2 separate regions of the Gossypium hirsutum genome follow, and region 2 is linked to region 1. A link is a contact called in public Hi-C data. All regions are on one chromosome and are shown on one strand. Each heading gives the region's core, a stretch centred on a gene start, on an enhancer-like site or on the middle of the called end of the contact. The rest is flanking DNA. Distances are from core to core; before and after follow the strand shown.

What was found. A called contact is a pair of places that touch in the nucleus more often than the background predicts.
Region 2: a Hi-C map of leaf shows a contact between it and region 1, with 2.3 times the contacts expected there. The contact joins the promoter of LOC107896673 here to the promoter of LOC107896707 in region 1. A contact is called at or near these places in 7 of 34 Hi-C or Micro-C datasets (anther, callus, hypocotyl and 2 more).

What each region holds. Positions count from the first base shown.
Region 1 is chrA10:95,158,541-95,164,191 of Gossypium_hirsutum_v2.1, forward strand. It overlaps LOC107896707 (protein SRG1), which reads left to right and starts at 4,215. Exons shown (of 4, transcript XM_016821947.2): 1 at 4,215-4,648; 2 at 4,717-4,964; 3 at 5,032-5,359; 4 at 5,443-5,651. The coding sequence starts at 4,403.
Region 2 is chrA10:95,946,411-95,951,503 of Gossypium_hirsutum_v2.1, forward strand. It overlaps LOC107896673 (probable protein phosphatase 2C 40), which reads right to left and starts at 2,249. Exons shown (of 4, transcript XM_016821901.2): 1 at 1,970-2,249; 2 at 53-1,243. The coding sequence starts at 1,237.

The DNA of each region.
Region 1 (5,651 bases), core at 2,965-5,464:
CATCTACTTAACTTTCTCTTTTTCAAAAGGCTGGACTTTTAACTACAATTCAGTAATGTAAGTTACTCTTTTCTTTTTCCCAGAAAAGAACAAATTTTACTGATTTCCTTTCTTGGATTTTGATTTTGAAGAAAGATGCTTTGTGTTTGGAGGAAATGTTAAAAAAGAAAAGATACATGGGTAAGGGAAATGTATAAAATATATGTTAAACTTTAATCAGCATTAATTTCTGCATCATTTAATTTAAAAAACATATTAAAATTCTATGACCAAGCATATTCGGAAGAAAATTTTAATAGAGGGACCATTTTGTTGATCTTTGAAATATTTAAACATTAACTTACTTATTTTTCAGAACACTTTTACTAATAGAGAGAAGTGTCTCTCACGACGAACCATCTTTCTTTAGTTATCTACAAAAGATTACTTGACGTGAATAAAAATAAATAAATAATGACATATATTAAAGATATTGGCTTAAATTCTTGTTAAAATAAATATTATGGTACAAGTTGCACAAATGAAATCCGTATAGAAGTATACTACCTCTATTTGATCTTGGTTAGAATAATGTGTTTTAACCTTATTGCATTATTTCTATTTGATTTTAATTAGAATATAGTTTTACAAACTTATAAATAGACATTTCTCTTCTTGAACCATTTAAATTTGACATAGTAAATTTTATTTTCTTCTGCCCATAATTTTTTCGTGAAAAGGGTTTCACGTAAAATCTGTATATTCTATTTTTTTTGTGATATATTACCCTTGTTGACATTCTATTATCACAACATAAAAAAGTAATGTAAATATAAAAGTATATCAAAATCTATATAGAAAAATATAGTTTATTAACATATTAAAATTCATATACAAATAATATATTTAGGAAAAAAAGTATAAAAATAAAACAAATATAGAATTAAAAGATCAAACACTAACATGAAAATATATGGATGATAAAAGTAAAAAGTATTATGAAAGTCTTATATTTTGTTTTTTCTATTCAAAAATTGAAAAAATTAATCATTGCACATTATATTAAAGAGCAAAGTGGTCTATTCTATTAAAAATTCTATTCATTTACACTATTAAAAATTGGCACGTATACCTCGTGTCGACGTATAAGGGTAAATTTTTAACAGTAAAAATGAATGAATTTAAAAAAAAAATTACTCTTTAATCTAACATATAAGAGACTGCACGATAGATTTATCTAACTATAAACTACTTATTTGGATGTAAATGATATGACATTTTAGATAATTAAGTTAAACCCTTACAACCAATTTGCAAATTTTACATGTTGGTGAAATGGATATATATATATATATATATATATATGAGATAAGGAGTTCTAGTGTGGACTAATTAAAATTATTGAATTTGTTATAATCTTGTAATGTTTTCGGAAATTTTGACTAATTAAAATTATTGAATTTGTTATAATCTTGTAATGTTTTCGGAAAATTATTAAAAATTAAATAGTTTTGAAATATTTTTTTCAAAATTACTAAAAGATTTGACAAGTCAGTCTTTTGAGGTGGACAATAAGCTTTGTATAGAAATTTTCATGTATGACGGAAGTGTGAGGAAAGGCAAAATTTTCAAAAAGAAAAGCATCATAATTTTGTCCAACAAAGAAAGCAAGCAAACTAACCATTAGGATTTAAAAAAACAAAGGAAAAGATAGAAAGATTTGGCCCACCCTAATTTGCTAGATATAATCATGGGCTTCCTTGGTGCTCTAAATTCCCATTAAAATAATATAAATGATTTATTAATCCACTATTCATTTTTTTCAAAATTTTTAAAAAATTTAATTTATAAACTCCATCATATTTAACATGTTTAAATTTGAATTCAGTTGTTCATCATATTTTAAAATTGCAATTTTAATTTTTTTACTAAAGGGAAAAAGGAGAGTAATTTGCACTAAAGAAGAAAAAGGAGGAACAATAAATCTTGTTTGGAAAAAGGCTTTTTTTTTTCTTTTAGTTCATTGGCGCTGAATTTAGTACCTTTTATAAGTACTACTTATGGGCATAGGATCCACCTTTAGATTTTGATAAACCCTAGTCTACCTCCACTTTCACCTCTTCTCAAAAAGAGATTTCTCTACTTTTTCAAAGTTTCTCAATTCTAATGCTTGAATTTGTGGATAAGAGACTCAGTTTGTGGGCTCCACTACCTTATTTATCTTATACGAGTTCAATTTAGTTACTTTAAAATTTGAAGTCTTAATACTAAGACTTCTATATTAAAAAGTTAAATTAAATTTTTTTATTTAAAAAATGAGTAAATTAATTTATATTCGTTAGATTAAAGAATTAATTGATATTTTCTAATAAAAAAGTTCTCAATTTTTTTGTTAAAAACTAGTCTTACTGATAAAATAACATGACAACTTGTAAAGGCTAATTTTTAATAAAAACTAATTTGTCCATTTTTTGAGTGAAGACAACAAAATGCAAATCGATTTCTAGTACAAATAACTCCATGGTGCATTTACTCAAAGTCTTGTCATGTATAAGTTTAATTGAACTTTACAATCGATTTAGAATTTCTCAAGTTCTTAATGGAGTCAAGAAGATAAATAAAAAGCCACTGATACATTCAAACCCCTGTTGCAAAGTTCTAGTTGCTACTTGGTAGCCTAGTTAATGTGGATCAACAACATGCAGGAAGTTTCAATAACAAGTGTAAGTTAAATCGTTGTTTTTGAAATATTCATGTTGGGCACATATTCGAATATGAATGTCCTCTATAAATTTAGACACTGAGACTTAAATCCGAATAACGTAGAGTTAAAAAATGTTACAAAAAAATTATACTAAAAACTAATGTATTAGTGCCTAAAAGGTTAAGTTAGGATGATCAAAAGATACCAAAATAAAAAACTAAAAAAAGAGGGGATAAACAAAGGCAAATTGACAAAAATATCACTAGATTTGGTCTGCAGAAAAGGGGACATGTTAACTTCACCACAAAATGAAGATGGCCCCTACGGGTACTACTGCCACTCACTAAGTCTGAAAAAAAAACTGCAATGATACACAATTTTAGTGTACCATTTACCCACTACTAGATTCCATTCCCTTTTTTTTTTAACTCTTTTCCTTTTCTTCACATGTTCCATTTCATTCACTCATCATCTGATGCAAACTTACAATCAAACAAATTCACAGAAACACGCATGCATGCATGTTATGCTATGTATGTATGTAAAGACATGAAAGCATTTAAGCAGGTCACTTGATTGGGAAAGGCCAATTCAAGAGTGACCATTTAGACTACCCAATGGTGTGTCGAGTTCTCACATCAAACTGTTGCAATTCACGCCTGTTTTTTTCTTTTCTTAAAGAAAATACAGACGGTGAACTGTTAACAAAATGGGAAAGTAAGGACCACATTTTAAAATGAAAATGAAGTAAAGATAGGGACCATTGATGGTTCATGTGGTGGCTCGAGTTTGAGTTTTTTTAGATAAGAAGAGTCGGTCTCAATCTTATCCGAAGAAAATTTGAAGCTTCGTTTGCATTGATGGAGACTTGGGTTTTGTAACTGAGATTTTCAATATCTAACTTTTGAACCTTGGGCTTACCCAGGTGGGTTCATATACCCAAGGTGAAATCTAAGCCAACTGTACCGGAGTTCCAATGATTATTGCAATGAAAAATCTAATATTTTTTGTTTGGTATAATTACAAATGTGATATTCAGATAAAGCTTGATCAATAATGAGGAATTTAATATTTGAATTTAGTTCAAATGTTGAGAGAAAAAATTCATTTTCACTTCTTTCAATTATTTATTAGTACGAAGAGTTCAACATTTCACTTACAAAATCATGATTACTGTATAAATTTATTTAACAATGTATGATGATATTTAAATTATTCAAAAATATTTGGTAGATTTTCTTTCTAAAAAAAGTAATCCCACTATATCATATAGCCTATTTATTATGCATGTAATAATGTGTCACACTTTAAATTTAAAAAAAAAAATATTAAACCGAATTAACATGTAACATTGAACCCATGGTGATAAGATATTTTTCTGAAAAAAATCATAATTTTTAAAAATATATTATTTTTATAATAAAATACAAAATCAGCCTACTATTAGCTCCACAAATCATATTAACACTGCAACAATACAATGTGCACAACTGCTGATTTACTCCATCTGTAAGTTCATCAACCTGGGGGCGTAACCAAGTTCGTTCGTAGGGCTACAAAACAAAAGTGACATCACACAACTGTTAGCCCCTCAACTCACATTAACACTACAATAATGTACAAAACTACAGATTTTCTCCGTCTATAAATACAGGCTCCATCTGAGAGAACTTCCAAGTAAACCTGGTTACATATTTACCAGTCTTTCAATTCTATAACATGGCTCCAGTGCCTAGTTTACCAATTAAAGTTGGACATATTGATGATGTCCAAGAACTAAGAAAAGCTAAACCAGCCACGGTTCCTGAAAGATTTATCAGAGACATGGCTGATAGGCCAAAAGTTGTTCCAAATCTATCATCATCTCTTGACATTCCCATCATTGATCTTTCTAAGCTCATGAAAACAGACAAAGATGAAGTTATGCAGCTCAAAACTGCCTGTGAAGAATGGGGATTTTTCCAGGTACTGAAACAGTCAGATTGTCTTTATTTTGTTTTAAGTATGGAAGCTAATGACTGATTGCATTTCAGGTACTGAACCATGGGATTGATCTGAATGTTGTTGAAGACATCGAAAAAGTAGCCGAGGATTTCTTCATGTTACCTTTACAGGAGAAACAAAAGTATCCAATGGCTCCAGGGACAGTTCAGGGCTATGGTCAAGCTTTTGTGTTCTCAGAGAACCAAAAGTTGGATTGGTGCAATATGTTTGCTCTTGGTGTTGAGCCACCTTGTATAAGGAACCCAAAACTCTGGCCATCAAAACCAGTTAACTTCAGGTAATCACAAATAACACTAAATATGAACCTTGAAGTATACAGATGTAACTCTCTTTTTGTTTTTCAGAGAAGCTTTAGAAATTTATTCAAGAGAAGTGAGGAAACTTTGCAAGACACTTCTGAAGTATATAGCAGTGAGCCTTGGACTAAAAGGGGATGTTTTTGAAGAAATGTTCGGAGTGGCTGTGCAAGCAGTAAGGATGAATTATTATCCTCCATGTTCAAGACCTGACCTTGTTTTAGGCCTTAGTCCACATTCAGATGGAAGTGCCCTTACAGTGTTGCAGCAGGGAAAAGATAGCTCAGTTGGTCTTCAAATCCTTAAGGGCCAAACGTGGGTGCCTGTTAAGCCTATTCCAAATGCACTCGTCATCAACATCGGTGACACTCTAGAAGTAAGAAACCCGGAACCATTATGGATAAACACTCTGTTAATAACAATGTTCCAATATCAGTTCTGAAATTTCTTGTTGTACAGGTACTTACAAATGGAAAATACAAGAGTGTGGAGCATAGAGCAGTAACTCACAAAGAGAGAGACCGCCTTTCAATCGTCACTTTCTATGCTCCAAGCTATGAAATAGAACTTGGTCCAATGGCAGAACTGGTGGATGAGAAGAATCCATGCAGATACAGAAGTTACAATCATGGAGAGTACAGTAAACATTACGTAACCAACAAGTTGCA
Region 2 (5,093 bases), core at 999-3,498, 790 kb after region 1:
TTTAGATAACAAAAAATACAAGAAAATTGCAATGTGAAATTCGAGTACCGACCTTTTTCAAGTAACCTACTCCAAATGCACGAGCGACCTTCAATTTTCCTTTCACTTTTCCACCAACTACGGGCATAGAGTCATCAGGATGCTCATGCAAGAGTCTAGTTCTTTCAACTTCATTATCAACAGTGTGACTATCGGTAAGCTGAATAGCTTTCAACTTTTCAGTCTGACCCATGTCATTGGCATTATCATATGTTGCCAATACAGCTCGACTATCACCTAAATTGAGAGTATACATATCATTTCCATGCAGGAAAACAACCAAAACACAAGATCCTATTGAAACTAAATCAGGGCGGTCCTCCATTTCCTGTTCTACCATGTACAAGAAATCATTCTCGGCTTGACTTAGAGCACGTTGGAGGCTATCAAGCACCCCATGCCTAAATGAATCAGACAACACTTCCACTTTACGATCCGCAGTTTTTTTCATCAAGCTTTCAGCACTTGCATAATTCTTGCCGTCAATCCTAGAAGTGGGTTTTGCCTTATTACCAACCAAACCATCATCATGAAAATATTCAAAACATCCATTTGCAGTGGGGATGTTCTGCTTCGATTCCCTGTCTAGTAAAGTAAAGTAAAATATTATAGTTTCATATAATGTGCCAGCAAGAAAATCAGCAGCATCCCTTCCATTAAAACCATCATAGATTGCACAAAAGAGCCACCCGTTCTCTTCAGAACAGACAGCTTGAACCCTGTCTTCACCAGCTGCTCCACCCGCCATTTGTACTTCCATAGCATTAAGGAAACTGTCAGTTCTAGAAGGAGCACTCATTGGTTTCAGTAAAAATGAGTCAGTTTCAGGTGAATCAAGTGGACTTGGTGAACTGCAACTTAAGTTTGAGATACTGCTTTGCAGCGAAGATGATAATATATCCAACCTTGGAAGAGATGGGGAAGAGGGAACCCTCCGAAATGATTTAGGGGAATCCAAACTAGGAAGAATCTCACCTCCGATCACACCATTACATATATTCGTGTTGGCCAATGTTGCATTGGCACTTAAGGCAGCACCGGACAAGCAAGAAAAACTGCCGGTCCTTGGCATTTCACTTCCTGACCAGATTTCACGCCCATTAGCCGCGCTACAAGGAATACCTCTGGGGCTGTTGCACTGATAGCCAAAACTAACCTTAATTTCTCTTTCAGAATTAATAAAATTTTCTCCTTGCATTATAGGCTGAAAGAGAGCATAAGATTCTATTAGCACGATAAGGGCTGGAAATTAATACAAAATTCTGTAATTTCATGATATAAATAACCAAGTAGATGCGCAATATTACATCTCTAACAGTTCAATCCAACATTTTATATGATCAAATCTGATGTAATTCTCAAAAGATAAGAATCAGAAATTAAGTCACCAAAGTGAACACAAAACTTCCATTACAAGAATTAATCATTCCTCTTGTTGCTAATAAACTAGCCTATTATAAATTCTTCTCGTGATAAACAGGACATTACGAATCCTTAAACCACAATACAACGAACTGGATCTGAATCATGACCATAGCATTAAAACCCAATTTCATAAAAGACTAAAGATTATCAAATGCTAATATTAGCTGTTAAACATATAAAAATGCACAATTTTTTGTACTATTCAACACTAAAACAACAAAAAACAGTAACAAGAGTAATAAAAAAAAAGACTACTTAAATCGAAACAACAAGGGATTCCATTATCAAGAAGTCTATCCACAGCAACTCAAACTAGAGTATGAACAATGAACTCTAATCTTAACTAGTTCACTAAAGACAACAAAACAAGATATTAAATCATTGAATTAAACAAAAGGGTAAAAAACAACAACATGGTATTGAAATGATGATAAAAAACTAAGGTATAGGTACAAAAAAAAAAAGAAAAGAAAAGAGGAAAGAGATCAAAAAAAGAAAAACCCACCACTGTGCTTGGATCAACAAGGTAAAAGGAAGGCAGAAAAGAAGGTTAAGTAAGGAGTTAGATTGGAATGCAGGGGCGAAAGTAAGTGAAGTTTGGGGGAAGCAAAGAGGCAAGAGATTTGGGTATAGGAGAAGGAGAAAAGAGGAGAACAGAGAGAGATTTAGTGGAGAATGAATCTGAAAGAAGGAGGAGCGTGCAATGCGTTGGTTCAATCGAAAATTGGATGGTTGGGAAACAAGGGGTTTTCTCTTTCTTTCTTTCTGCTATATTTGGAGGAATTCTTGTTTTTATATATACATTTTCCTTATTTTCCTTTTATCTTTTTTCGTTTTTGGGACTTTTTGTTTGGCTCTGATTTTGTCAGATTCTCTATTACCGGTAGTGCCGTTTTTCAAACTCTTCCCTTTTCAACTCTCTCTCTCTCTCTATGTATATCTCTTTTCTTTTCAAATTAGTAATTTTCAAAAATCATTTTAAAACTAATTTTAAACCTTTGTAATGCTAAACTATTAAAAAAATTTCATTTAAAATTTATATTTTGGGTTAAATTGTTTAAATTTGGTGAGTTTTTTTGCATTAGAGATTGATTTTTTTTGTCTAAATTAAATTTTGAAGTTAGCAATTGTTACTAAATTAAGACTTGAACTAAACAAATGTTTCTACTAGGTCTTGAATTTTTTTTTTGTCCAAGTTAATCATTGAACTTACATTAGGGCCTACACTTGGCAATTGTTTCAACATTAGAGCCTAAACTCTAAGGTTTTCAAATACTAGCTTGGACAAAAAAAAGTTCAAGCTCTAATATAAAAATATTTGTCAAGTTCAAAACCTAACTTGAATAAAAAAATGTTCAACCTTCAAGGTGAGAACATTGTCAAATTCAGAACTTAACTTGGATAAAAAAGAGTTTAGACTCCAATATTGAAAAAGTTGCTAAAGTTCAAACTCCCCAAAAGTAATTTAACTCTTTATATTTCAATGTCAACCGTTAAAAATTATAAAAATTATATTTATTTTTAAAATTAATTGCACAAGACATCCTCAAACTATGACTCTCATTCTAAATTGATCCCTTAATTTTAAAATATTTTAATCACATCCCAAACTATAAGGTTAATGAATTAGGTCCTTTCGTTATTAAATTTAACCATTAAATAACATATCAAATATTAAGTAGTTAAATTTAAAATGAAAATTTCAAAGAAATACAACATCATTACATAATTTTTAAAAGTAAAAAACTAAAAAAAATGAAATTGGAAAAAAAAAGTGAAAAAAAAAGTGAATGATACAGCTTCTTTAAAAGTTTCAAAAAGCTAAAAGCTAAGATTTTTAAAATATCTATTTTACAATATTCATTATTTCTTTTTTTTTAAATCATATAATATAAAATCTAACATGTCATCTACAAGTTAAATTAATGATTTTAATAATAACAATATCTAATTGATATAACATCGATAATTTAAGGATTTAATTAGAATAATTTAAAATTTAAAAAATAATTTAGAATGAGAGTCATAATTTAAAATTAACTCTTATTTTAATAAATTTTAAAGGATTATTATCATGTTGTATGTTAATAGGTTCAAATATTTAGGACACTTGGTTGAAATAGTACAACATGTTTTATTTTCTTAATTTTTTTTATTGTTTAAAAATAAATAAATAATAATTGTATACTAATTTTCGAATCCTTCAAAGTTAGAAATACTGTTAGTTAGTTGACAATTAGGTATTGTAAATAGCCCATTGTTTATATTTACGACTGGAGTTTTGTCTCATTGAGAGAGATTGGAGCACACGCATTATTATTATTATACAATATAGGATATATTGGTTGCAATTTGTTAAAGATTGGGACAATTTTTGGATTTTAAAAGAAACGATGAAAAAGGCAGCCAGAATTTATTCAAAGGTTGTAAAGTGCAGAGTCAAAATTAAAAGGTAGTGGTGGTGACTAAGTGAGTGGTGAGCATTCATCATATCTTCAGAGGTTCTCAACAACAGTACAAATGGCTGGTTTAGTTTTTTTTCAACCTCAAAGCAGCAGAATTTTCTAGGACTAAATTCGTAATATTGCGCTTTTGACTTTTCTATACATCTTTCATCAAGTAGAAGTTGCAGTAGAGATTGTTAGAGAGGAAGGCAAGATCCATAAACTTTTTTTGTGCCATCCAATCCACGAAGCACATGGTTAATGCAAATCGAACCACGAAACAACATCCTAATGATAGCAGAAATACCCCATGTCAAACTTAGATTGCCTCGAATCATGTTAATAGCTTTGAACAATGACATTTTGCCACCTCTTGAGCATTGATGCCGTCAATAACATCGCCATTGCTATCCCAATTGAGTTCGAGACGCCTACAAATGAAGTGACACAATTAATCTTTTATAGTATTTGTTAGAATCGACCCAATTAAACAACAAGTAAAAAAATAACAGAATAAATTGAAAAATTGAACACACAAAGTTAATGTAGAAAAACTCCTCCAAAGAGGATAAAAAACCAAGGACAATGATGATTTTACTATAATGGCAAAAGAACAAATACTACAAAAGATATAGATAAAAACTAAACCCCGAAAACTTGAAAACAAAGAACCCTCAAAACATAAATACAAAATTCTCTAAATGTGTTATGAGTTCTAATATCTAATGGTGTATTTTCTAAGGTTGTAAAAGAGCCTATTTATAGACTAAATTCAAATAATAATAAAATATTATAGATTAATCAGAGTTTGATTGAAATAAATAAACAGAGTTTAACTGAAAAATTATTTCTCAAATTTGACTGAAATAGGAGTCATACTCAACAAATTTCCACATTGACTCATATTTCCACAATGTCATATTTGCCAAAGCCCGCCATGGGCCTATCTTGAACATGTAGGGAATTAACTGAGTCGAATCTATGCTTAAAAACTTGAAGACTTCTAGCCTTCGACTTGTACACTGCCAAATTAAAACTAACCCGAGTCTGATTTTCACGAACACAATGCCCTAACTTTTCAAAACCTGTATCCAAAAGAGAACATCTCTTTAACGAAATGGTCATACATTTTCCCTCTTATGACCAAGTTGCACCTGCTCCAAACGAGTTGACTTCGACTCCATA